Regions from separate parts of the Sus scrofa genome. Here region 2 is linked to region 1. Evidence: chromatin contacts called from public promoter capture Hi-C data. All regions are on one chromosome and are shown on one strand. The core of a region is the stretch at or near the end of the contact, and the rest is flanking DNA. Distances in the headings are between cores, read along the strand shown. Region 1 holds the start of IFI44L (interferon-induced protein 44-like). Region 2 holds the start of FUBP1 (far upstream element-binding protein 1).

Region 1 (2,607 bases), core at 28-2,527:
TTCACAAATGAAGCAACTCAAATGGGCTATAAACCTATGAAAAAATATTCAAGCATTCTAGTGACAAGGAACTGTAAATTAAATAATAGTAGGATATCATTTCACATCAAACATCCAGTGATACTAATACTTGACCAGGATATAGAGATTCAAGAGTATTTACATTGTCCTAATGGGCAGGTATCATTTTGGAAAGTAAGCATATTCATAGCAGCATTGTATATGGTGACATTAGAAGAGTTGATGTACAGGAGTTCCCGTCATGGTGCAGGGGAGATGAATCCGACTAGGAGCCGTGAGCTTTCGGGTTTGATCCCTGGCCTCGCTCAGTGGGTTAAGGATCTGGCATTGCTGTGAGCTGTGGTGTAGGTCAGAGGCGGCTCGGATCTGGCATTGCTATGGCTCTGGCGTAGGCCGGTGGCAACAGCTCTGATTGGACCCTTAGCCTGGGAGCCTCCATATGCTGCCGGTGCAGTCCTTAAAAAAAAAAAAGAAAAAGAAAAAAAGAAAGAAAAAAAAAAAAAAAAAGAGTCGAGGTACAAATTTTGGCATATTTATACAATGAGATACTAAAGAGCATTCAAGTGACTGAACTAGACCTATTTGTATCAACATGGATAAAGCTCAGAGTTGATCTTGACTGGAGAAAAACAAGTTGAGAATGATATTATTAGTATGATACCATATATAAACTGTTAACATACAAAGCAGAGGTCATATTTAGATACATACAGATGGTAAAAGCATAAAAACATGCAAGACAATAATTTATACAAAAGCCTGGATAGCGTTTTTCCCTCTAGGAAGGAGGCAAAAACAAGAGAACATCAGGAGAGACTCATAGATAATGTCACACCAGTTCACAACACTTTTGTTTTTAAGGGGGAAATAACTATTCTAATTAAATAAAGCAAATCATTTTAAAAACTCTGATAGAACTGTATAAGATTACAGTAGAGTTCATTTTTTCTCTACAGTTTCCTGTGTTGGAAACATTCACTAAAAAACAAAACAAAGAGGAAAGTGTGATTATACTAGTGATTTCACTCTGTTTTCCAAGAAAGAACAAGCAACTTTCTTCACTGCACAACTAGGAGACATTGCCTGGTGGGGAAGTCACTTACCTGTTTTCAGAGTTGGATGGGGCGTAAATGGAGTATTCTCTGCTCTGATTTATGGAGCAGCCACGGTTTGGTGATGGTTCTGCTGAGATCAGGGCTGCCTGTTTCAAAGAAAGGAAAGTGAAACTCAAAGTGACAAACATATCACAACACAGCACGCCCTCTACTGATAAGTTTCGTTTTCTTCTTTTTTTTTTTTTTTCCTATCTTTTTTTGCCTTTTGTAGGGCCGCTCCCGAAGCATATAGAGGTTCCCAGGCTAGGGTCTGAATTGGAGCAATAGCTGCTGATCTACACCACAGCCACAGCAATGCCATATCCGAGCCGTGTCTTCAACCTACACCACAGCTCACTGCAACACTGGATCCTTAACCCACTGAGTGAGGCCAGGATTGAACCTGCAACCTCATGGTTCCTAATCAGATTCATTTCTACTGCGCCACGATGGGAACTTCTTTCTTCTTTTTTTTTTTATCTTTTATTTATATATATATTTTTTTCTACTGTACAGCATGGTGACCCAGTTACATTTACATGTATACATTCTTTTTTCTCACATTACGTGTTCCATCATAAGTGACTAGACAGAGTTCCCAGTGCTACACAGCAGGATCTCATTGCTAATCCATCCCAAAGGCTACAGTCTGCATCTATTTACCCCAAGCTCCCAGTCCCTCCCACTCCTCCCCTTCCCCCTTGGCAACCACAAGTCTATTCTCCAAGTCCATGATTTTCTTTTCTGTGAAAGTTTCCTTTGTGCTATATATTATATTTCAGATATAAGTGTTATCATATGGTATTTGTCTTTTTCTTTCTGACTTACTTCACTCAGGATGAGAGTCTCTAGTTCCATCCATGCTGCTACAAATGGCATTATTTTATTCTTTTTTATGGCCAAGTAGTATCCATTGTGTATATATACCACATCTTCCTGATGCAGTCATCTTATCAGTGGACATTTGGGTTGATTCCATGATTGGCTATTGTGAATAGTGCTGCAATGAACATGCAGGTGCATGTGCCTTTTTCAAGGAAACTCTTGTACGCATATATGCCCAAGAGTGGGATTGCTAGGTCATATGGTAGTTCTATGTATGGTTTTCTAAGGTGCCTCCAATACTGTTCTCCATAGTGGCTGTACCAGCTTACATTCCCACCAACAGTGCAGGAGGGTTCCCTTTTCCCCACACCCCTCCAGCATTTGTTATTTGTGGACTTATTAATGATGGCCATTCTGACTGGTGTGAGGTGGTATCTCATGGTACTTTTGATTTGCATTTCTCTAATAATCAGTGATGTTGAGCATTGTTTCAAGTGCTTGTTGGCCATCTGTATATCTTGCTTGGAGAAATGTCTATTTAGGTCTTTTGCCCATTTTTCAATTGGGTTGTTGGTTTTTTGCTGTTAAGATGTATAAGTTGTTTGTATATTTTAGAGATTAGGCCCTTGTCAGTTGCATCATTTGAAACTATTTTCTCCCATTCTGC
Region 2 (2,607 bases), core at 43-2,542, 600 kb after region 1:
TGGCTATGCACAATTAAAAAGATAATCAGAGCTATAAATGGATAGGATGGTAAGAAAAGCTCATTAGAGGGAAATGATGCCCCACGTGTATCTCTGTGCATGTAACTGCTTGGTTATCTGACTTATTTTAGTCCTTGAGCAAGTGAACCCAGTAATTTTAAGTATCAAGAAGACTGCAGCACACAGTTCTCTCTACTCATCACCAGCAATGGGACAAGTACACTTTGAAACCTAATTCACAAAACCCAAAACACTTTACTTGGTAAAGTTCACTTTACCTCATTCTTTGTCCCCTCAAAGGAAAGAATTTAGGGGTAAAAAATCACTGCGATCGACTCCTAAAGCATCCTAATGAGTCTGAAACTACTACCATTAAATTATATGCTACGACATGAGCTGAAGGTCTGAAGGAACGTCGGAAATTACCCAGTAACTGAAGTAGATAACAGAAAATACAAATAATAACAATCGTCATCATCATCTAGCCCTGGGACGGCAATACAACACATTATATTTGAAATCTCACAGGCTGCAGCTGGGGAAAACTATTTCTAAGAAGCCATATGGTCAATTTTGGTCAGGAAATGGATGCTGTTCTCAACTTCAAGGAGCTCAGTAAAAGTGGCCAGGGATACGTACACACACACTAGGTTACAAAACCTGTTTAAAACTGAGTTTTAGGAACAATCACGGTAAGGTAAAGAAAAAGGCAATCATAACCTCAGAGCCTCACTCACATTATTTGCACAAAACCTTCGAAATAAGCTCCAGAACTAAGGCCCCCACCCTGAATTCATCCCCTCTTGTGATAAAACTAAGAAATCTGACAATCTACAAGTAAAATACAGGGACACTTTACTACCCTGAAAATCACGCCGCGTTCCCGCTAGGCCGGGCAGACGTCTTCCGGAGCATCATCGCGCCGCGTAGCTCGCCCAATTCTCCCAGGTGCACTTCTGGAGGCAGCGCTCTCAAGAGTCACTGTTGCGCTGTCGTTACGCCTATCGACGTCATCCCTTCCCCGTGGATACACTGCACGACCCTCGGAGGGAAACCCACCCACACTACTTCCCTGAGCCGGCGACTGATAAGAAACTACTCCTTTTCTTCGGGCTTTCCAAAACTCGAACCATTGGCGCCCGCACTGCCAGTCTTACCCACCGCCCCCGTGTGACCACCGCACAACTTCAACCTAAGAACACAAAGAGGAGGTGCCTAAAGGACCCCCATTCTCGCGAAACCTAAAGACAATTCTCGCGACATCTCGCTGCCTTCGCCCTCCCCAGCCCCACCCCCATACCAGCTCGTAGCCTCAAAACACCGCGAGATTTTCTCCTTTCAGTCTCCGCCCCTTTACGGCACGATGGTCGCACAAGAATGTGATACAGCCTCGACGGCCGCCATTTTCTTTCTTTCTTAGCAGTTGGCAGAGGGGTCTCTACGAAGAAGCGGTAGCGGCCACTGTAGTGTAAGCATGGCAGATTATTCAACAGTACCTCCACCCTCCTCTGGCTCAGCTGGTGGTGGAGGCGGCGGCGGCGGCGGTGGAGGAGTTAACGATGCTTTCAAAGATGCGCTGCAGCGAGCCCGGCAGGTAAGTCAGGACCGCGCGGCGGGATCCCGATAGCTCACGGTAATTGGCCGCTGGCTGAGTAGGCCGCTACTTCGCGCCTGAGCGAGAGAAGTGCCCTTCCGGGCTCTGAATTGTGAGAAGTCTCCCGTTTCCCCACGTTGGTGTTGCCGACGAGAGGCTGGAATTCGGTTTTGTGTCCTCGGCGTTTAAGCCACTTGGAACCCCGACGCGAACTACGCGAAGATGGCTTTAGGTTTTTCTCCCGCTTCTGCGGCACTCACGCTTTTTTCTCCAAGGAGTTAAGATTTCCTTTTTCTCAGAGTGAACATCATCCTCCATGGGATAAAGCGCGCGTAGTTTTACACAATAGTGTGGAAGCTTCTGGTAATGAGTTTGGCAAAGGACTAGGGTCCGTCCGCAGGAGCCATAGTAAGGAAAGGTATCTGTCATTAAAGCATTTTTTAGACTTTCCAGCCCATTCGAGCTCTCTCGCAATTAATCTTTCGGTGGCCATAAGCTTTCACACCTACAAGAATTATGAGAGCACTGGTATCCCGGGTTGGAATCCCTCCTCAGGGCGGGATTGACTTGTCTTCTACCGTTCCTTCTCTCTTATTTCTCAAAATGGCTTCAGGCCCATTATACCCGAAGTTTCAATTTGAATCTACCTCTCAGTTCGGAGTCGTAAACTGAGCAGACCTCTTTGTATTACGTAGGTGCGTACATTTGCCCTGAAGTCACTTCTTTCCTAAGCGAAAGCTGTTTTAAAAAAAAGTATGTTGTGCTCCAGGATGTAATTTGAACTTTGCCTTCGTTAAATTCCCTTAATATAATTGTAACTTTAGAATATTGTTGGTGTGGACTTGGTGTTTAAGCAACAGTAAGAATCTTGTTAAGACCCAATGCACATTAGGTGCTAGACGCTTTTTGAGTAGGCTGTTAAACTAATGGTAATCAGAAACTAATCTTGTGGTGTATTTTCATTGCATTAGAAGTTGACTTCCTTAACCTACTTTTCACCCTCCAGTTGGTTA

The links. Promoter capture Hi-C pulls out the DNA fragments that hold promoters and counts their contacts.
Region 2: a contact with region 1 is called in a promoter capture Hi-C map of liver, with 10 times the contacts expected there. The contact joins the promoter of FUBP1 here to the promoter of IFI44L in region 1. A contact is called at or near these places in 1 of 5 promoter capture datasets (liver), 2 of 47 Hi-C or Micro-C datasets (embryonic fibroblasts and liver) and 1 of 2 datasets of contacts at active chromatin or transcription factors (alveolar macrophages).

What each region holds. Positions count from the first base shown.
Region 1 is chr6:134,677,935-134,680,541 of Sscrofa11.1, forward strand. It overlaps IFI44L (interferon-induced protein 44-like), which reads right to left and starts at 1,278. Exons shown (of 9, transcript XM_021096421.1): 1 at 1,125-1,278. The coding sequence starts at 1,264.
Region 2 is chr6:135,280,182-135,282,788 of Sscrofa11.1, forward strand. It overlaps FUBP1 (far upstream element-binding protein 1), which reads left to right and starts at 1,293. Exons shown (of 20, transcript XM_021096436.1): 1 at 1,293-1,594. The coding sequence starts at 1,475. It overlaps DNAJB4 (dnaJ homolog subfamily B member 4), which reads right to left and starts at 1,195. Exons shown (of 3, transcript XM_021096446.1): 1 at 863-1,195.